Regions from separate parts of the Zea mays genome. Here region 1 is linked to region 2. A link is a contact called in public Hi-C data. All regions are on one chromosome and are shown on one strand. Each heading gives the region's core, a stretch centred on a gene start, on an enhancer-like site or on the middle of the called end of the contact. The rest is flanking DNA. Distances are from core to core; before and after follow the strand shown.

Region 1 (6,113 bases), core at 3,613-6,112, 170 kb before region 2:
CATGTCGTGTGCCGCTCAATAGCAACAATATGCTTAATCCAAGGAACATCATGGCTAATGTTAGCTAGTAGTACAAGGTTATATCATACCGTGCAACGATTTTACAAGCCAATATACTACACCAATTTATTCACGGAAACATGGTGGGCCGTTATATTTCGAAAAACCGCGGACTCTTCAAAATTATACCTCGCTACTGGGTATCCTTTGCTCCCAACAAAAAAAAAAGTACCAGAAACCCCCAAAGGAGATGTGCTTGCTTACTTCCATGTGGACAAATCACGAATTTACTCTCGAGATTCACCCGTTGCTTTAGCCCTGATCTCAAGATCTCTGATACGGTCACATAACACAGAACTCGACTGCTCACTTTCCTTGTCCACCATAGGAGAATTGACTTCAGGACTCACCGCAGGACTCGACTGCTCACATTCCTTGTCTGCTATAGGAGAATCGACTCCAGGACTTAGCACAGAACTCGACTGCTCAGTTTCCTTATCTGTGATAGGAGAATCGACTCCAGGACTTGGCTCTGGTCCGCCCGATAGGTTTAAGGGCTGGACTTCTGCAGTTGTGGGCTGAGATTCCAAGCGAGGAAGATTTAAGAAGAGTCTTACAGCCGGATTCCGGAGAACTGAGAAAGATGATTTTTTTAATCAATTAAGGAACATAGATCATAAGATAGACAGAGACCATGAACCGAAGATAAAGTCTGGAAAGTGACATACCAGCACCGTAAACAAGTGAGAAAAAGTTTGATGTGACCCAGTAAAAGAAAATTGCCTGCCAAAGAAATGAAAGATTAATGGCAGCGCAAATGCATGAGTTGTGGTGTTATAGTTCCACAAGACATCAAAGCTGAGCATATTTGACATGAGATGAATAGTAGATTTTGGATTGCCCTCAGCATAAGCATAAATTTATTTGGAAGTGAGAACAACAGGCACACTCGGCACTACAAAGTATGAACTGCCCTTAAGGTTACCACCAGCATTTCATTCAGCGCAGCATATTTTGACACCATTTTGGAGTAAAACAATTGGCCATAGTTCCTAGAGCAGTAGCAAAACAAAAATACATGCGCCAAATCTAAAATACAAAAGAGACTTGTTCGAGGAAAAAAACAAAAAAGACTACCTCTCTAACTCTCAGATGATTTTAAGGATTCAATACACCTCACCTTAAGTTCAGGTGTCGTGCATCTTAATTTTGAATGTATTAACAAAAGTAGGCAGCCACAACTTCCTGTCATGGTGTCTGATAGTAGATAACTATAGACAACCCTAATTCAGATTAGTACTGAGTACATTTTCCCAGGCAAGGTATAACCTAGTCAGTTTCCGAAACCAAACTGTCTGCACAAGAATAGGTTATGGAAGTACATAATCAAAGAAGCCCATAGAATGTTCATTTATTTAGTTTGAGAAGGCCACATCTAGCGTTTAGGAGGGGGTAGCCAGAATGAGAACTTGATGTTATTCAAAAAAAAATGAACCCTTAAATGTAATTTCTTATAAGGGCCTGTTTGGATCCTTTCATTTTGGAACAAATGGAATCTACTTCATAGACTAGGCTATTTGGCTTGGAATTTGACATTTCACAACTTTTCATAGTTTAGATAATAAGCTTGTCTTAAATTCATGGGATGAGTATGTTTCTATTCTGTAACTTATAGCATGCTCTTTGGCTTGCTCCTCTACAACAGAACTGCAGGACATAAGTATCTCCCCCATGTGGCTAATGACAGTACACAAGTATATTCCGCATGTGGCCATATTAACTTAATTGGTCTGTGTCTAAATTGTGTTTATTAGAATGGATGTCAATTCCAAGGATCCAAATGGGGCCAAGTGTTTTCAGAGTTTTGTACCTCTGGAAAGTTCATTGTAAATAAAGGGAAACATAACAGTGAATTGATGCTTACTTAAAAACCTGAGTAGTTTCACGGTTACGTACCTTTGGAAAGCCTATTGTAAATGGAACAAACAAAACTCCAAAAAACCGGGAGAACTTTTTCATTGGTTTTAACATATGATTCCCTTCCATGCCATCTTGCATATTAAGCTGAAACATATATTTTTAGGAAAAAAACACTAATATCTTGACAACAAAATAACAGATAAACACAGTGAATAAAATGCAAACCTCTACTGTAGCCAAAAAGGTCAGTGATGTTAACACTGGGAGGATTAATAAATTATCAGGAGTTGTCAAATCAGTAAACCAATACACACCACCTCCTTTCATAGAAGGGACTTTCTCAACCATATTTGATATCTAAAATTGAAATAGAAAACATATAGATTAGAAATAAGAAATAAGGTTAATTCTACTGCTACATGAAATAATAAGTCGGTGACAATGCAATTGCTGATTAGTATTTTAGATGCAACAATGATGTGGTGTAAACTATAAACTTACAGCAAAGAAAAAGCTCATAAATATAGGTCCCTGTATGAATAGACCCTTCAATGGTGTCAATGGAGTCACTCCATGTCTGAAGCAAGAAGTAATGAAACAATTATTTTAGTAATATATCTTATACAGCTTGTATGACAAGAGGAATGAAAATACTAACAGAAAAAGATAACCTAAGGGGCAGTCAAGCTAGTTAGGATGTTCAATGATTTAGAGTGAGGGAGGTTGTTTTCATATTGCATGCACAGACAATAGCATGAGCAAACATAATAACATTCAAAAAGATTCTGTGGAGCTAATCAATTAAAGGAGTGAGTTAAGTGCTAGGCATTCCAGCTCGTAAAATTATGATCGTGTAACATGATATAAAAAATATTTGGAACCACACAGAAATGGAAAATAGTAAACTATCTTGCAGTTTCAGATTGACTAAAAAGTTAGACATAGAAAGTTGCACACCTAAGGAATAGCTCCCCCAGTTTCTGTTTCCCCACTTCCATTGACCTTGGATCAGTTGACTGCAAAACATAAATAATAAAATAGAATGTGATTATCAGCATACCAAATAAATGCTAAGCGGATTCCATATAAACTAAAATGTGAACTAAACAAACTAGCAAACTTACATTTCGCATCTCTTCATTGATGGCTTCAATTTCTGGTCTCATCTCCTGTATCATATAACAACGATATAAAAGTTGTAGAAATTGACTTAGATGTGAATAGTGTTGGAGGCAAGAACACTAAGACACTTTGCAGTGTATAGATGTTGAAGGGAAAATTTCAAAATTAGAAATCACATGTCCAAAGCAACAAGCCTTAAAGGTCTGTCCATATCAAGGGTTTGATATGAGTTTTTCTATGTGACTATACTAAAGCTTTGAACCATACAGAAACATAGGCATCTTACTTCAAACCAAAATTTCTGATTTCTGCATTCAAATTACACAAAAATAGCATGCATCCATACAACCTGCAAGGTGTTGTAAGGGCCTGTTATCAGCTCCCGGTACTGCTGAATCACTGGGGGGGGTGCGCTGATTCTGTGGCTGAAAGTGGTTCTCTAGAGAATAAACTCTATGGAGAACATGGTTCTATGTTGCAGAGTTCATTCAGATAATCAATTGACATAATCATCATAATCAATTGACATAATCATCTGAGAGTCATTTTCTGTAAAGTACAGGTTGGCAGATTTCCCTGGAGTGGAACCAGCCTGGGAACTGCTCTAAGAACTCTGCCAAGCAGGCCATAAATTTTTAGCATCCAGATCACTAGAAGTTGCACATAAAGATTGTAATCTTTCGCTTAACCAAACTCAGTGTATTAGTAGGGGAAGCAGTGAGTAGCGACTCCCAAGCAGAGCCAGATGATGGGAGACCTATGTCCAGTTAGAATGGCGGGGAAATCCTGACCATAGCATCTTTATGCTTTAGCAGTGTCACAAGTTTCGAGTTTGAAAATTTTAAAAAGCTTAGGTTCAAATTTGACAACTCCTATGCGTTTGGGCACCCCCATAGTCTCATGCAGTAATGCCTGGACCAGTAACAAACACGCTTAAAGACAAAGGATTAGGCAGCAAAAGAAGGTGGTAAAGTAGACGCATTACATTTAACTTCATCATGGACTTCATCTGGTTGATCAGCAGCGGGACAGTCGCCAGCCGGATCATCAACGTCGTCAGCGCAATAGTCGCCCACCTGTTGATGACCGGAGCAGGAATACAAGAATTTACATCACACAGGAAACGAAACCGAAACAGAAACCTCGCGAAGGCCCGAAGGCATACCATACCATACCAGTTGAGGCCGGTGAAGGATTGAACGGCGTCCAGCAGGTGCTGCAGCGCCGCGACGGGTGGAAATGATTCGGCCGCGGCGGCAGCGACCTCCCCGGGGTACGGCAACGGCGGCGTGGAGACGGACGCGGCAGCTGACGCCACCCCATCGGAGAGCAGCTCCGACACAGGGGCCGCGGCGGCGGAGTCCGACAAGACCTCCGAGTCGGGGGCCGGGGCGGAGGAGTAGCGGTGGGCCGCGAGGTGGAGAGCGAAAGGGAGGGGGAAGGGGGCCAGGGCCCGGGATCTCGACGGCCGAGGAAGCGCGGAGGGGAACGGTGGTGCGGGTTGCTGCGACGATTGGGGCCGAGGCTGCGGCACGGGGGAGGGGGAGGGAGCGGGGTCGGAGTGCTCGTGGTGGGAAGGAACGCGTTGCGAGATAGAGGGGTAGAGGCGGCCGGAGAAGTGGTGTGACAGGCTGGTGGCGAGGCTCCTCCGCGCGGAGAAAGCCATGGCGGCGGCGGGGAGATCGCGAGGCGGTGGTGAGATCGGGAGGCACGGAGTGGTGTGGTGGTGAGGGGAGAAGAGAGGGTTCAACGAACCTGAGTTGAGACGGAGAGAATGTCCGGCCCAATATGCTGCTGGCATCTCGGCTCTACACCAATTGAGGGACGACTCGAGCAAGATGGGCCTCCAGAAAAAAAAACAAGGCCTCCGGATATCCCTCCCAAAAAAGGAACAATTGGATCTATACCATTAAAAGATCCAAACTTTAGATATATACCATGGACCTCACATGTCATTGACTCATGTGGACCCACATGTAAGTGAGATAGTAATGGTATGGATCCAAAGTGGTGATCTTTTAATGGTATGGATCCAAATTTCCCATAAAAAAACATTCAAGGCCTCTGGGCCCGTCGTCTCTCCATTGAAGAACGGCGTCCTCATCCTCAACCCCGTGGCGAAGGCAGCATGAATTGATCGTCGTCGTCGCTCACAGTCACAGTTCACAGGGCCATGCCCATGCAGCAGTGCACTGCTTCGGGGAACCCTGCAGCACTGTTCGATCTCGCGCGTGCTGGTCGATCACTGCAGCTAGCAGCAGAGGCGACGCCATCCCTTCCTGTCGCCCCTCTCGATCTCTCTCTCTGCATTCCATAATCCATTCGCTCCATGTCCTGTCTCTCGGAGAGTCGGAGCAGCCAACTGATCAAAAAGGAACTCCGACGCTTGTCGTAACGAGACAAAGCCGAGGAAGGAGAAGGATCCCCTCCTCGACCTGTCACACACATCATCGCATCACTGACTCCTGTACCTTGAGCTCTACTACAGCTAGCCGCGCGCGCCCGTGGCGTGGTGCAATCACTGAATGCTTTATACACACACGCCTTGCACTGTGCAGCTGCAGGCATGCAAAGGCAACAATGCAATGCATGCGCTCCCATACACAGTTACACTGCTGCACAGTGCGAGCTGAGACCTCCCAGGCATTTGCCTGCCACAGACAAGCAATCCCAACCTCAGGCGACCAAATTTGAACGCCTGGGATCCCTCCAAACCAAACAGTTCCTGCATGCATGGGCCGGAACCGAACGAGCGAGAAGCTGAAGCTCTGCAATGCATGCATGCCGTCTGCTGGGTCGCTCGAGGCTATTAGCTGTACATATACATATAGTGCGTCTTGTCTCATCTCAAGATCAGTCAGACTCATGTACAGGAAGGGTCGAAGGGAGCTCATGCTCACGTACAGAAGTTCATGCTCTCTGTCTGTGTTTCCTTGCCCGTCTGCAGAGTGCAGGTGCATGCATTGCTGATGGACTTGGCTCATTCCCCTTGTGCTTGTGCATGCTTATCCTTGTTCCCTGCACAGGCTACCGAAACATCTTCGATGACTTCAAAATGGTACCACATGTCG
Region 2 (6,556 bases), core at 3,934-6,433:
TGCTTTAGGAAAACAAAGGCTTTTCAGCTTTTGTTCATGTATGTTCCTACTAATCATTCAGTAACCATTTCTTTTGGACTTGTGCATTATCTTGGTTTTCTATCTAGAGGTTATGCCATTTAAGTTTTCATGTATTTATTGAAACTGTTATCTTCCTGATCAGGCGTGAGATATTATTTGTATCATCTTTTGTGTCAGTTTCACAGTTGAAATGCTAAATTCGGATGGTTTTCCTTTTCAGATGACTTTTCATTTCTACATTTTGGCACATCCGCGGAGGTTCTTGATCACCTGGCGGGTTCCTATTCTGGACTTGTAGGTCGAAGGCATATGTGTTCACTACCAGAGACCACTGCTTGTGATATTGCAGCGACAGCTATTATTTTGTGTACAAAGATTTCTTCTGGAGTCTCAATAGGAGAGGATACATTGGTTTATGATTCAGTACTTTCCGGTAGAATACGGATCGGCTCGCAATGTATTATTGTCTCGGTGAATATACGTGAGTTTGATGGTAGCGCTTGTTTCACATTACCTGATCGACATTGCCTCTGGGAAGTACCTTTGGCAAACTCTGCGGGGAGGGTTTTGGTTTACTGTGGTCTTCACGATAATCCAAAAGTTTCTATTCAGAAGGATGGGACGTTCTGTGGCAAGCCATGGATAAATGTCTTGGAAGATCTTAGAATCCAGGATACGGATCTGTGGGGTTCAACTAGCCAGGACAAATGCTTATGGACTGCAAAGCTTTTTCCTGTCATGTCTCTCCCAGAAATGCTTAATGTGGGCATGTGGCTTATGGGATCAGAATGCGACCCAGATGGGAGAATAGCTTCCTTGTGGCAAAAATCACAGAGGATCAGCCTGGAAGAGCTGCATCGTGCTATTGATTACAGACAACTTTGCACCGATTCGAGCAAGCATCAGGCAAATCTTGCAGCTGACATAGCCAAGGCTTGCATGAACTATGGCTTACTCGGTCGTAATCTGTTTCAACTTTGTGAGGAAATGTTACAAAAAGATACATGTTTAGCAGTCTATGAAGAATTACTTTCATTTTTTCCAAGTCACAGTGAACAGTATCCTGGGGTTCTTCCTCAGAGCAGAGAATATCAGGTCAAGATGGATCTGCTTAGAGCTTCTGGAGATCTTTCCACTGCATGTACGGTGGAAGAGAAAGTGTGGGCTTCCATTGCAAGCGAAACTGCGTCGGCGATAAAATATGGATCCAAAGGTGCGTACAATAGTCACTACACAACATTTAGTCATTTAAAATAGCTAAAGGCCTTGCATTTCCAAAACTAACAACTGCTGTGCTTACTGTGACTTTCCTCAAATTCCATGGTATCAACACGAACTAATTGTGGTCGGTTTTACCATTTGAAATGAACCATCAGTATTGCTATTATATAGCTAACATATTTCATTCTTTTAGAGCCATCTAGCGGCAAGATGTCTTCAAACCATGAAAGCTTGCATCCAAGGAAGACTGTTGTAGAATTACCAGTCCGTGTGGACTTTGTTGGGGGTTGGAGTGATACACCTCCGTGGAGCTTGGAGCGTCCAGGTTGTGTTTTGAATATGGCGATAAGTTTGCAAGGAAGCCTTCCAGTCGGTGCTATGATAGAGACAACAGAGGACCACCTTGGAGTAAGGATCGAAGACGACGCTGGTAGACATGTTTATATCGATAATCTGGCATCTATTTCTTCTCCATTCAAAGAAAGTGATCCATTCCGTCTCGTCAAGTCCGCTCTTATTGTTACTGGAATCCTTGGCCACGAGATATTGTCGAAATCAGGCCTGAACATCAGGACATGGTCGAATGTTCCTCGTGGAAGTGGACTGGGAACTTCTAGTATATTATCAGCTGCTGTTGTTAAGGGACTGTTCCAAGTGATGGAGGACGACGAAAGTGACGACAGTGTTGCTAGAGCCGTGCTAGTGGTGGAACAAATAATGGGCACAGGTGGTGGGTGGCAGGACCAAATTGGGGGCCTATATCCTGGGATCAAGTGCACCCAGAGTTTTCCAGGACAACCGTTACGGTTGCAAGTTGTTCCAGTGCTGACCACTCCTCAGCTGATCCAGGAATTAGAAGAACGTCTCCTGATTGTATTCACTGGCCAAGTAAGTTCATCATTTCTGCTTGAAGCATAAAATTCATTTTTTTACTCCATTGCTTGTGACCCTGCACGCGCTATATCTAGAAGTGAATGAACTAAAGCACTAATATGTCCATCTTTCTCAAACTTGTATCTAGCATAATGAGGTCCTAGGTATTAGGCATCCACAATTGCTGTTTTCATTGATGGTGGCCACGATGTCCATGTGCCGTTATGATTGTTGTTTAACGTCTTCGACAATATTGCTGTTCCTCCCTAAACAAATCTGTATAGGTAAGGCTCGCCCACCAAGTCCTGCAGAAAGTCGTGACTCGGTACCTCCGCCGCGACAGCATCCTGATATCCAGCATCAAGAGGCTAGCGGAACTAGCCAAGATCGGGAGAGAGGCGCTGATGAACGGTGAGCTGGACGAGCTCGGCGGCATCCTGCTGGAGGCCTGGAGGTTGCACCAGGAGCTGGACCCTTTCTGCAGCAACAGGCCCGTGGACGAGCTGTTCGCCTTCGCCGACCCTTACTGCTGCGGGTACAAACTGGTCGGAGCTGGTGGCGGTGGCTTCGCGTTGCTGCTTGCCAAGAACCCGAGCTGCGCCAGAGAGCTTCGACGGGCGCTTGAAGAGTCCGACACCTTCGATGTGAAGGTGTACGATTGGAACGTCGCCATGCCACGGTGAAGAGTAGCTGGCTCAAAGGGATTGTGTACACTGTATTGCTACCATAGACGCTGTTATCATTTTTTGTGTGTCAGACGACCTAGGGTGGTGGGGTGGTTGTGTGACTCTGATCCAAAAGTCGGCTGTTATCAAGTGAGCAGGCTGTCGGTTTGGTTGGCTTTTCCAACGCGGTCATGCCAAAAAAATCGCTGATCCAATGTCTCGTCAAACAGTTCCCGTTTCGTCCAGGCGGACGGCGGACACCACAGCAGGGTACTACGGTACTGTTGCCGGATCGATGGCGATAGTAGGTGTCGTTGTCGTCAACTCCTCCGGCCAAACCCGTCCTTTTTTTTGTGTGTGTGTACACCGACACGATTCAGCACCTGTTCTAGTGGTCGTTCTGTTGTCCACCGCCACGCCACCGCGTGTGGGCTCATGTGCCTCACCAGCTTACAGCCTAGCTGGTACTAGTATAGCTACTGGTCCATGGCCATGCATCCGCTTAGCTGATCCGATCGTCGCAAGGAGATTTGATTGAAGGAATTTAATTAATGGAAAGAGACAGTAGCAGTAGAAGCCAACAGAAAAAAAGAAAGCAAATGGAGATCCAATCTCCCTCCGATCATGCATTCAATTCAATTTTCAGCCAAGAAAGAACTGTTCTCACTCTCGTTCCACAGCACACACAAAAAATGGAGATCTCAAAACTAGCGAGATAGAGGTAGCTAATCAGCTACTGTACCGCACAGTCAGAGGAGGAGGATCTGGAGCGCGAAGGAGAGTGCGACGACGGATCCAGCGGCGGCGGCGGCGCGGGGCGCGGGCGAGGCGTTGCCCCCCTGTGGCGCGGCGGCGGCAGCGGACGCGAACCCGGCGGGCGGGTCGGCGGCGGGGGTGGGCGCGAGCGCGGCGAGGTCGGTGGCGGAGGGCTGGAGGTAGGTGCCGTTGGGCAAGGGCACGTCGACCCAGAGCTTCTGGCCCCTGCGGCAGTGACCCGGCGCGCCGCTGGCGTAGTAGGCGCGGCCGGGCGCGGTGAGGTTGAATAAGGAGTTGCCGTCGGCGAGCCTGGCCACGGGGCGCGACAGGTCGCAGGACGCGAAGGCCGCCGGCGCCAGCTGCAGCACCGAGTCCTGGCTCGGCGGGTACAGGAACCCTGCGGGGGGAGGGGAGGGGAGGTTGCGTGAGTGAGTGAGGCGGCGGCGGAGATGGACGGTGGCGGGGGAATGGGATGCGGTGCTTACAGATGGAGTCGCCGAGCGCGAAGTGGATGGACTTGGCCCAGCGCTTGTAGACGTCGGGCTTGGACGGCGGCGGCACGCCCCAGGCGTCCAGGTCGCCTACCTTGTACACGGCGCCCGCGCAGACGCCCACCAGTAGCAGGAGCAGGAGCAGCACCACCACAGCCGCCGACGCAGATGCCGATGCCGCCCGCGCACGCATCCTCATCCTGTGCTCGTGGGCTTTGCTTCGCAAAACCTGCCCTGCTTGCTGCTTTGTGCTTGCGGGCAGGCTTGTGTTGGCTTTATTTATCTATACTATGAGAGGCTGGTAGAGGTAGAGTGCAGAAAGTGTGCGACTCCATGCCCCGCGTCGCGGCTCGGACCATGTGTTCCGGCCGCAATCTCCGGTACTGCCTACCGCCGCCGTCTCCTTAATCACGTCGGCGGACGGCTTTGGTTCCAGTATAGACGGCCGTGGGCCACTGGGCCGTGGGCTGCTGGGCAGTGCAAGTGCAAGTGGAGTTCAGTCCAGGGCGCGGCACGTGGGACTGTAGGAGCGACCACGTGAACAGAAGCAGAGGCCGAGGGGGTGGGGGCAGCTGCTCGTGCGGTGCCGGTGCGTAGTGGTGGACAAAAAAAACCCAAATACCTATTATCTAAATCCGAACTACCCAAATCCGTATTCAATCTACCCAAACCCTAATAGCAGCTTCCGTTTCTAAATGGAAAGGTGTTTTTTTTATCATGAAAAGGGCTTGTAAAAAACCCTAATATATTGTATTAGATGAAATCTGATTGGGTAAATCGGAATTATCTTAACATGAATCCGAATTTTCGGATACCCACTTATTTTGGATACATTTCAGTCCACTGTAGACCAGCACTCACTGTTCATAGTTCCAGGGCTCCAGGCCAGTTCGTGCAGCCTCCCCACTCCCCAGTCCCCAGCTCCAGACGCCCGGCCTGTCCGTCTCAGTCACACTGGGGACTATTTTTTTTTAAAAATAATATTAATAATATCTCATGCAGCGTCCTCGTTCTCGCTCATTTGGGCCCAACTATTATAACGCAGGCCTCCAAATATCCGAGAAGTCCGGCCCATAGTCCCTCTCAGACCATTGGTCGAAGCTGTTGGTCGGCGGCGCCAGAAATATCAGACGCGAGGGGGGACCTCTTCGCAAAATATATAGCCCGCACCGAGGCCAAGCCTGCCGTGCCGTGCCGTGCCGTGCGCGACCCAAACCCTGTGCAGTGCTCCCATCGGATTCTTGCCTCCCACGCCGCCGCCGCCGCCGCCGCCACCGCCGGATTCCGCGATGGCCGACCCGCGGCCGTACTCCACGATGTACGGGACCGACGACCGACGCGACGCCGCCATCCCGGCCTCCGCCTCCGAGCGCCGCCTTTACAACCCGTACCAGGACCTCAACATGCCCTACCGGCAGCTCTACGACCTCCCCACCTCCCCGGAGTTCCTCTTCCAGGAGGAGGCGGCCGCGCAGCGCCGGTCCTGGGGCGAGAACCTCACCTACTACACGGGCGTCGGCTACCTCGGCGGCGCCGTGGCTGGGGCCACGCTGGGGCTCCGCGACGCCGCCCGCGGCGCCGAGCCCGGCGAGCCCGCCAAGATCCGCGCCAACCGCGTCCTCAACTCCTGCGGCTCCTCGGGCCGCCGCGTCGGTAACACGCTCGGGGTCATCGGCCTCATGTACGCCGGGATCGAGAGCGCCATGGTCGCCGCGCGCGACCGCGACGACTGGATCAACAGCGTCGCGGCCGGCCTAGGCACCGGCGCGCTCTTCCGGGCCGCCAACGGGCCGCGCTCGGCGGTCGTCGCCGGGGCCGTTGGTGGCGTTCTAGCTGGCGCCGCCGCGGCCGCCAAGCAGGTTGGGAAGAGATACGTCCCTGCGCTCTGAATCCCATTGCGGTACTCTCCCTGCTCTTGCTGCCGTGATCAAAGTCAAAACCAATTCGTCGCTTGGATGTCGTTTCTTTAATTATTTGGGAGGAGGCATGTTCTTCTCAACACTCCTATATATTGTTGACAGCCATATGCTTGTACTACTTATGTCAACGATCTGCTCTCATCAGATCACGAAAGTTTTGATCTGCCTTGCAATGTAACATTAGCTGCTAGCTGGTAGCGACACAGTAATACTGCCTTTTGCATTATGCTGGAGAATTCATGACATTGTGAAATGTGTCGCTAGATTGTCGCCAGTGTTCTATCACTATGTTTTTTGCCTTATATCACTTGGTGTATGCTTTTATGGCAGACACGAGTAAGTATAAAAGTGGGGCTGTATCAAGAGACTATAGAGTCCAAAGATTTTAGACCTGATATAACTTGGGCAGTACTACACATAACAATGGAGATAGTTTGGAATGTCAAATAGTGTTAGAAGGGATACCTTTGGGTATGCAGTATGCTACAGAGAGATAGGACACTAATGAAGATATTAGCTATAAAATCAAAACAGAGTGGACAGTGGAGTAAGTGGTGCTAAGCATCTCACAAGCGAAAACACAAGTTTTATATGACGACGATTAAACTAC

The links. A called contact is a pair of places that touch in the nucleus more often than the background predicts.
Region 1: a contact with region 2 is called in a Hi-C map of leaf, with 6 times the contacts expected there. The contact joins the promoter of LOC103630827 here to the promoter of LOC103630760 in region 2. A contact is called at or near these places in 2 of 25 Hi-C or Micro-C datasets (ear and leaf).

What each region holds. Positions count from the first base shown.
Region 1 is chr1:3,534,179-3,540,291 of Zm-B73-REFERENCE-NAM-5.0, reverse strand. LOC103630827 (mitochondrial inner membrane protein OXA1-like) reads right to left here and starts at 4,862. Exons shown (of 9, transcript XM_020544918.3): 1 at 4,218-4,862; 2 at 4,028-4,118; 3 at 3,045-3,089; 4 at 2,878-2,936; 5 at 2,422-2,497; 6 at 2,146-2,277; 7 at 1,957-2,064; 8 at 729-783; 9 at 1-634. The coding sequence starts at 4,843. The coding sequence ends at 288.
Region 2 is chr1:3,368,028-3,374,583 of Zm-B73-REFERENCE-NAM-5.0, reverse strand. LOC103630760 (mitochondrial import inner membrane translocase subunit TIM23-2) reads left to right here and starts at 5,183. Exons shown (of 1, transcript XM_008651827.4): 1 at 5,183-6,248. The coding sequence starts at 5,317. The coding sequence ends at 5,916. It overlaps LOC100284135 (early nodulin-like protein 1), which reads right to left and starts at 4,277. Exons shown (of 2, transcript NM_001157032.2): 1 at 4,022-4,277; 2 at 3,372-3,933. The coding sequence starts at 4,226. The coding sequence ends at 3,530. LOC100381824 reads left to right here. Exons shown (of 7, transcript NM_001361544.1): 4 at 1-38; 5 at 242-1,234; 6 at 1,436-2,130; 7 at 2,400-2,911. The coding sequence ends at 2,798.